2 separate regions of the Zea mays genome follow, and region 1 is linked to region 2. The links are chromatin contacts, called in public Hi-C maps. All regions are on one chromosome and are shown on one strand. Each heading gives the region's core, a stretch centred on a gene start, on an enhancer-like site or on the middle of the called end of the contact. The rest is flanking DNA. Distances are from core to core; before and after follow the strand shown. Region 1 has its middle 110 kb from the start of LOC103637673. Region 2 holds the start of LOC100191541.

Evidence for each region. Hi-C and Micro-C count contacts between places; a contact is called where the count stands out from the background.
Region 1: a contact with region 2 is called in a Hi-C map of endosperm, with 3 times the contacts expected there. The contact joins the enhancer-like site here to the promoter of LOC100191541 in region 2. A contact is called at or near these places in 7 of 25 Hi-C or Micro-C datasets (bundle sheath, ear, endosperm and 3 more).

What each region holds. Positions count from the first base shown.
Region 1 is chr1:96,649,915-96,654,783 of Zm-B73-REFERENCE-NAM-5.0, forward strand. No RefSeq gene overlaps it. Among protein-coding and RNA genes, the nearest start is that of LOC103637673, 110 kb to the left of the region's middle. Within about 2 kb of position 3,212, at least 17 of the 20 cell types and tissues checked have an H3K27ac peak or open chromatin away from gene starts, as enhancers often do. A contact at or near this core is called in bundle sheath, ear, endosperm and 2 more, where this site is marked.
Region 2 is chr1:96,455,191-96,459,847 of Zm-B73-REFERENCE-NAM-5.0, forward strand. It overlaps LOC100191541, which reads left to right and starts at 1,323. Exons shown (of 5, transcript NM_001365495.1): 1 at 1,323-1,770; 2 at 3,264-3,594; 3 at 4,234-4,354. The coding sequence starts at 1,443.

The sequences.
Region 1 (4,869 bases), core at 1,962-4,461, 200 kb after region 2:
CACCTTCGGCCTTGTCATCAGACATCTTCCGAAGCCTCTGCTTTCTGGGTCTGAAAGATGGATCAACATTGAGCGAGTGTTCAATAACATCCCTGTTGACGCCACAGAGATCGTTAGCCGACCATGCAAAGACATCTTTGTTGTTGAAGAGAAACCTTATCAGGGTTTTCTCTTGTTGCTCAGACAATTGAGATCCCAGCAGCACCTTCTGCTCTACGATATCTTCGCATAAAAGCATGGGTTTCGGCTGATCGGCCGAAGCAGCCTTCTCCCTTCTGTACTTGTACTGCTCGCAAGCTTCGGCTTCATCTATATTGTGGATTGCTTTTGAATCAGTCCAATTCCCCTCGGCCTTTCTGGCAGCTTCCTGACTCCCATGAATAGCAATAGGTCCCTGATCCGAAGGTATCTTCATGCAAAGATATGCTGGATGAAGAATTGCTTCGAAAGCATTGAGTGTTCCGCGACCAATGATAGCATTGTAAGGATACTCCATGTCGACAATGTCAAACACAACTTGCTCAATCCTTGTATTGTTGACGAATCTGAAGGTCACTGGCATGGTAATCTTACCAAGCGCTACAATCTGTCTTCCTTCGAAGCCACAAAGAGGGTGCGTAGCATCATGAATCTTGTCTTCGGGCTCTTGCATTTGTCTGAAGGCCTTAGCAAATATAATATCCGCTGCACTGCCTGTATCAACCAAAACATTGTGGACCAGAAATCCTTTGATCACACAAGAGATAATCATAGCATCATTGTGTGGGTAATCCTTGAGCTGAAGATCCTCTTGAGAGAAGGTAATTGGAATGTGAGACCATCTTGACTTGATGAAGGGTCCTTGTACCCCTACATGTTGTACTCTTCTCTGTGCCTCCTTCTTCTGTTTCTTGTTAGCCGGCTCTAAGCATGAACCGCCTGTTATCGGGAGGATCAGCTTCGGAGCCGAAGCAGTTCCAGCTTGGTTCTTGAACGAAGCCATCGTCTCAAAAAAGTGGAAGTGAGTTCACCGGAGGTGGGCGCCAATGTTGGGAACTTGTTCTCAAATGCTATGAATTAAGAACAAGGCAACATAGAATGTTAAATGTTAAAGCCCTTCGTCCGCTGAAGCGTTATTTCCCTGAGGATTTCATGAGCTTCGGACGAAGGTCATGGATGATAAATCACGAAGGTCCTACCTTCGTGTTCAGAAATAAAACAATGCAAAGTGAAATATAAAATATAAAACGTTAAAGAACACCAAGAATAAATAACATTATTTACCTATTTTATAATATAAACTGAAATATTAAAACATGATGTTTAGTTACATTTATACCTTCGCCTTGGCAGAAAACAATAATTCCAGAGTAATGCGTTGACAATTACAGGATTGCGTGAACAATAAAGGAGTACTGTTTACTATTTATAGGCACAGGACGTAGCCTGTAAGAAATTACAATCATACCCCTTACAAAAGATTACAACTATGAATCAGACCCTTATGGACTAAAAAGTCATTCCATCTTTAAGTCGGTTCGATCCTTCATCTTCGGATACGCTATAATATCGAAGCTTCATGAGCGGTAGCTTCGGTATCACGTATAAACAGGTTTTGCCGAAGGTGTTTCTTCCTGAAGGACCTTCGGCGACGAAGCATGGTCCCAACAGCAGGCGGCGCTGTTTTTCTGTCAGGTCAGTCAGTGGAGCGGCGAAGTGACTGCGGTCACTTCGGCCTTGTCGACTGAGGAGCGTGCCTCAGGATAAGGTGTCAGACGATCCTTGCATTGAATGCTCCTGCGATACGGTCGGTTGGCGTGGCGATCTGGCCAAGGTTGCTTCTCTGCGAAGCTTGCCCGAGCTGGGCCTCGGGCGAGTCGAAGGTGTGCCCGTTGCCTGAGGGGACCCTCAGGCGAGACGTGAATCCTCCTGGGTCAGCAGTCTTTGCCCGAGGCTGGGCTTGGGCGAGGCGAGATCGTGTCCCTTGAGTGGACGAAGCCTTGACCGGAATCGCGCCCATCAGGCCTTTGCAGCTTTGTGCTGATGGGGGTTACCAGCTGAGATTAGGAGTCTTAGGGGTACCCCTAATTATGGTCCCCGACACATGTATATATAAACGTGTCACTAGCTTCAACCTTTGTGTCATAGTTAAAATTTGATTTTTCAAACAATCTCAGATGAAGAAACACCCAAAAAAGTTGTAGGTCTTGAAAAGTTATGAAACTTTGTAGTTGACAATGTTTTGATTTGAAATCATCTTGTTATAGAAAAATACGTTTAAAACTTTCATACTTGAAAATCAAATTTTGTAAACGACCTCGAATGGTAAAACTACCAAAATAAAAGTTATAGATCTTGAAAAGTTATGCAACTTTGTAGTTGATAAGTTTTTCATTTGAATTCATTTAGTGTCTAAAATAATCAATTTACACTGAGTTTATTATAATATGTGGGAAGGAAAATGTAATAAAGACACAAATGAGTTGGTAGTGTAGTGGTAGATGGTGACTTGCATTATGTGGATGTTATGAGTGCAAATCTCAAAGGTTGTGCATGGGGCTAGTTGGTAGGGAATTAAATGTTTTTGCTTGGGGTATTTTTTTAGTGACACGTATTTATTAAAACACTGACTAAAGTGATTTTATTAGTGACGTCTTCTTACGCGTCACTAATAAGATTTAATTATTGACAAAATGTGAGACGTGTTTTACACGTGTCACTAATAAACCTAAAAACACGTCACTATTGACATGTTTTTGACGTAGTGATGATCACTTGACAAAAACGATTTAGTTGTAGAACGCGATCAAACTCGATATCTCATCCTGTGCCAATATCTCTTCCATCTTTAGAATTATCTAATATAGGGGGTGTTTGGTTTCTAGGGACTAATGTTTAGTCCCTTCATTTTATTCCTTTTTAGTCTATAAATTGCTAAATATAGAAATTAAAATAAAGTTTTAATTTCTATATTTGGTAATTTTGGAACTAAAATGGAATAAAATATAGGGACTAAACATTAGTCCCTACAAACCAAACACCCTCATAATTGAAGCTGGCGTGCTAGCTTATGTAGCATTGAGCACTGAAAGTTCGATCCTCACCTCTTTATCTTTTTATGTAGGAGGGAATGATCATGAAGGCCTCAGTAAAAAAAAAGGCCTATCCCAGCTCAGGATCACTAGATGGGCTTTCTATGGCGTCGACTGGGTTTACCAGCCCATTCTCGGCCAGGACCTGTCCTAGTCCGTGTGCCCATATTGGCTAAAGACCCATCTAGCCCATCCACCTGTTCATGTCACACGTTAATTAAAGCTTCCATCTTTTTCATAGTTTTTTTTGCATACACCATCTCGTGGTATCTGATTGTTGGGTCTCAATACAAGATTACCGATGGTGGTGCTCTCTGCGGCGTCAGGGACGATCCACGACCTAGGGTCAGACAGTCCGCAACCCTACGACAGGAGCGGGCCTTCCCGGTCCACACGTGGAGCCCGAACGGTCCGTGCGTCAGGGATCCGTCAGTGAGAGTGATGAGAGATCTTAGGGTTGTCTTGGAGTCGGCAAGCCATCGAAGACGTCACCAGATGTCGTAAAGTCGAAGAGATGTGAAGATGGTGGGAGAAGGCTACGTTACTGATACTCCTAGAGCAAAAAGTTAAGAAACTAAAGATAGATTGATTTGGTTGGATTATTGGTGCGCGCAATCTACCATACACATTCATATATATATGGGAGGTTTGAACCCGTTCATAGCGTTTTCTAAAAGAGTCCACCGATTTAGATGGATAAAAACACAAAAAAAAGAGATTAAACCATCTGATCTCTCCGTTTAGATGGGTAAATTATCCACCTATAGGGACATACCGCCCGCGGCCCGCACCGTTCGGCCTCTACAGATGTCAAGTATTGGTGCTTACGATGATATAGAGCAAAAAGGAGCGCACGACGCACTAGCAAGATCGCATCCTGTACCCGATCTCTCCGTTTCATCGTTCACGCACTTGTGACGGTCGAGGGCAAGGCAAGCAGCAAAGCATAATTTTTTTTCTTGCCCCTCCCCCGTGCGACCCATCACGCTGCACTGCCACTGCCACTGCCAATACTCTCCAGGAAAGAAAACGAGAAAAAGGGCCGGCGACGTGGACGGTTTCCGGTCAAGTTCGCGGCGCCGGCCTGGGCGGCTGGCCACCTGTCGTCGATCTGGAAATTATTCGACGGCCAGTGCAGTGTCCGGCAGTCTCAGTGTGCCTCTTTCACGACGCTGTCAATTGGAAGGATACGTTGTGTGTGTGTGTGTGGGCGTGTCCAGTAGACAGTAGTGAGACGACTGACGACGCGGACGCAGCAGAGGAGAGGGATCTGTACCTATAGATGTCCAAACGGGCGGCACGGCCCGGCCCAGCCCGAGCCCGTTTGAGCCCGACCCGTTTGAGCCCGTCCTATTAACCGGGCCGGGCCGGGCCGCCCGACGGGCTGACTGTTCTGTCCGAGCACGGCACTACACAGGCCCATCCGTGTCGGGCCGGCCCGGAAAGCCCGACCCACGAAGGAGCCCGGCCCAGCCCGAGCACGCCAACACAGTTCACATTCAAACATTCAAACACATTTCACAGTTTACATTTCCATCCACATAATGACATAAAATCATAAATCACAGACTATATACATATTCACACAATCACACTTGCACAAAACAAAAATATAAAGATAAGTAATATAAAGGATTAGAGCTGTTTGTGCAATGGCTGCCTCATTGAAAACCTTTCTAGGTAAAAACTCACTCCTCGTGAGAAAACCCTAGAAAGGAAAAAAGAGTACAGCCCAGCTCTGATTTAATAAGTTCATGTCTAAGAGTACAGTTTACATCACCAGATGTCCAGATCACTA
Region 2 (4,657 bases), core at 73-2,572:
TTATGTTCATGTGACTGAAAACAGAAACCGAAAACAGAAACCCAGGTCGACAGGTGGACATACACAACTTCAGAAAGAAGCTAACTCTTATGATGCATGGAACAAGTTCACTACCAGGTTCATAAACTTCAGTCATACATACCCAAGTTCACAGTAGTTCACTACCAAGTTCAGTTACATAATAAGGTTATTGAAATACTCAGATAACCTTACACAAGCTAACTCTTACACAGATAACACATCCAGTGCCCATTCCACACCACCCATACTACTCTACTTCCTCTGACGACCCCGAATCTCTTCATAATTGACATCATCCAGTGCCCATTCCCCACCACCCATATCTTGATCTTCAGCAAATTGGTTATTGAAATACTCAGATAATGGTGGCGACGGACCAGCTTCGAGATCTTCTAAACGTTGTGCTTCCTCCTCAAGTGACTGAGCAAGCTCATACACGCGCCACATTGCGAAGTTCACTGACACCTCTTTGGCCGTATCTGGCGAATCCATAATCTCGTCTCCAGCCAAATCTTTCAACTCCTCCCAACTACATGCATCTTTGCAATGGCTTGGGCGAGGTCACTACGAACCGTTTCAAATCAGGTTATTTGCGAAACCACAAACAATGTTGTTGGAATTGAACATAGTACTGCAAAAGTTTACAAACCACAACCCTAAATTAGGTGGAAGGGAAACCTTACCGACACTGAACGAGGTGCCGAGCACTGCTTGAAGACAGAATGGGTCTGCCGTTGGGAAGTAAATTGCATCTAGCTGTTGTAGGATTAGGGATGTTGCTGGTGAGTTTGTTGGGTGTAGCACGTACCTGATGTGGCCGCGCAGGTGACATCCTTGCCGATGGAGTGCTCCTTGCCGCTACCGTCGCCTGTAGGCTTGGCGATGATTGACACAGACAATCGACTGAAGGCGGCAACCACTTCGGCCTCACTGTCGACCTCGACATCGACGTCGACGACCAGCCGTTTCTTCCCTCTCGTCGGAGTCGCCATCGGAGGAACTAGCACAGAAAGATTGACAGAAAGATTGGCGGCGCTGTGGAATGGAAAGAGGAGTTAGGTTTTCACCCGGCTCCGTGGTTAAAGCAGGGACAAAATTGACTTTTATCATAGCTCATGGAAGGTTACAGAGGGCGGGAGATTAACCGTCCCAATTTGATGTTGATGTGTGCTTCATAATACCAAAGTAGCGAGGTGTAGCGGAGTAGTAGACCGGCGAAGTCGCTCGACGACAATGTTACAAAGTCAATTAACTCCAACTAGACGAGGTCAGCCACGCGCAACGGCGCAAGCCGAATCCACCAACGCCAAACGACCGCACCAGCCAGTCCACTTCGCCAGTGATCTGTCTCAGCTCGTCGCGTCTCCGGCGCCGACAGACACGGGCGAGTGGGCAACGCGGCTCCGAGATCGGCGGGCAGGATGATGATGCTGATCGACTGCTCGAGGTGCCGTACCCCGCTGCAGCTGCCGCACGGGGCTCCCTGTATCCGATGCGCCATCTGTGGGGCTATCACGCACGTCGCCCCCGCCCCTCCTGTCGAGCCCAACCGCGGTGCCGTACAGCCGCCGCCGGGGTGGGGTCCACCGCCGCCGCCGGTGCACGGGCGAAAGCGAGCCGTGGTGTGCGGGATATCGTATCGGCACTCGCGGTATGAGCTGAAGGGCTGCATCAACGACGTCAAGTGCATGCGCCACCTCCTCATGACGCGCTTCAACTTCCCCGACGACTCCATCATTATGCTCAACGGTCCGTAGATCCGCACCCTCTGTTCTGCATTGCTGCTCTACCGACTCCTAGGAAGTCGATCGAATTGGTTGGCCGCAATTTCGGGTCAACTCTTTGCCTGTATAAGATCCTTGTATATGTGGTTTCTCCTGCGGCACGATTGATTGCCAAAGAGAAGGATAGGATGAGATATGATGACTGGAGGAGGCCTTGCGGTCGGCTACCTTTATTTGTTCCAATTATTCTTATCCTTGGCATATTTTATTAGGGTTGATGCTGGAGGATGCATGAATGCATGTTTCGTCCAATATTATGAGATATTTATCACCTGTCTGACCAAATGGTTCTGCCTCAGGCCGTTTAAAAAAAAAGGATAAGTACATGAATATGCTTGCTTGGCCATTTTGGATCATATATGATGTTCAGGTTGAGAATTGAGATAATCAGAAGGAAGGTATAGTTTCTGCTAGTATTTTTCCAAACCAGGAGATTTTGTCTTAACTTTGATTTCAGCAACTGAATCCCAAGTGTGGAACTGCAAATTCATGTAAAGTTCAGACTGTTTAAAGTGGTTATATACATTGTGGGTCCTGCAAGTTTCTGCAAAGAAATTAAGGATTTTCTACTGTTCATCCTTCCAAATATGGGAATTTTATGTTTTGTGAAAAATATAGATGCAATCCCACAGTTGGGAATTTTCTAGATTAGTAGATTGAATGTCTATATTTTGAATGTCATCGATGTTTGAATTTGAGGCTGACGTTGTCTATCTCACACCAAATCACGGGTCTAATTCATATTGGCTAGGCTACGATGTTGTTGTATATAGATAGGGGGTTTTATGGTTTTCTCGGTCTGTGTAAGAATGTCCTCTTCTTAATGCAATGCTCGGGGTTGTCTTATCACCACTGGTCGAGTTTTTTTAATATACCTGTCTGTGCCTGGTCTGAAGGGCAAGTTTGGTTTAGTGTTGAGAGTTGTCTCACTGAGTCACTAGGTTGCGGGTTTGAAGGACTCTTTCCACATTTGTGAAGGGAAGTCTTGCCTCGGCTTATCCCTTCCTTATACCTCACTTATGTGGGAGCTTTAAACACTGGGTCTGACTCTTTTGTTTGTGCCTGGTCTACAATACTTACATAATATTATTTTATGCTTATTATCTTTTTCCTTACTGATCTACTTGATGTGCCGCCAGTGGTTTTGCATATTTATTAGCTTCTTTTGAGTATTCTACTCAAGTTGAGTTAGATTTTCCATGTTTTATATACCAACTAAAGTGCTAATATTTTTTTTGAAAGATTTGAAGTGCAAATACTACCTTGGAGCTTGCTTCCTTCTTTTTGGTACCACATGTAACTGAGGCACATTTACATTAGGTGCAATTTAGATGTCAGATGAATTTGCATTTTGATTATTTTGAAACGTTATGTACTGAGTGTAGCAATTTTTTTGATAATGTGTTGTTTCTACTTTTGAACCCTAAAAAAGTAAACACTTTTAATACATTCTTGCAGAAGAACAAACCGACCCCTACAAAATCCCAACAAAGCATAACATAGGGATGGCCATGTATTGGCTTGTGCAAGGTTGTCAACCTGGAGACTCATTGGTGTTCCATTATTCTGGGCATGGAGCACAGCAAAGAAACTACAATGGAGATGAGGTTGATGGGTTTGATGAAACCCTCTGCCCATTGGATTTTGAGACACAAGGAATGATTGTGGATGATGACATAAATACAGCACTAGTTCGACCACTTCCTCGTGGAGTTAAACTTCATGCATTCATTGATGCTTGTCATAGTGGAACTGCACTTGATTTGCCTTACCTCTGCAGAATGAACAGGTAACTTTATATTATGCATGGCCATTTGATCTTTTTTATGTTCTCCCGCTTACCCTTGGCATATGAAGAGCTGTTTCTGAACCTAATGGGAACTTTATTATCTTCCGATATCTGGAATTAGCACTGCAAAAAACTGCTATCCATCCCATAAAAAGTCTGCTACCTATTTCTGAACCTAATGCAAATCTCATGTTAGTTTTGTTATGTTTAAATTCATCATGATATGGTTTTATTGAAATAAAATCTGGGTACAGCACCAAATATCAATGAGCTAGAATTGCTGACTGCATTACCGCTAGCACACATTTCATTACTTTCATGAATTCGAATTTAGAATGCTATGCTATGTCACTTCCATTTGTTTGCAACAGGTGTCATATCATTTTTTTATTATCACATACCTCTGTTCCACATCGTTGCAATCTTTGCAGCATGAATCTGTCCAGATAATTTATCCCTGGTGCATCAGTTAAAAAGTTTATCTGGCATAGAATAATTATGTAATTTTTGTAAGGCTGATTCTAGTCCTATGTTTGTATTTGTATTAGGTATGGCTCATAATCATATACATCTATAAGAGATTCTAGTTATGATAGACATCTCTTCAGCTAAGGCCTTTTATCTAAATTGATATTACAGGAGTGGGCAATATGTATGGGAAGATCACCGACCACCATCTGGTGTCTGGAAAGGCACTAGTGGTGGGGAGGCTATTTCATTTAGTGGTTGTGATGATGATCAGACCTCTGCAGATACCTCTGTAAGTTCTAGATCCACTCTACAATTTACTGCAGCAGTATCTATGTTCTATTCTTTAAATTATGAGGTGAGTCTGTTTAGGGGACTGCTGGCAGATCATCTTTTTATGCAGTTTTTTTGTTTTGTTTACTATCTGTTTGATCAAGTTTGAAGGTACCATAGAAGCTAAAAGACAAGTTTTTTAGGATGATGGTTAGAGGCTGTTATGTTGTATGTTCATCAAATAAATGTTGCTGAAATGCGTATGTTATGCTTGGACTTGTTATTGTTGTATTTGTTTGATCAAGTTTGTTTTGCTCTGCTT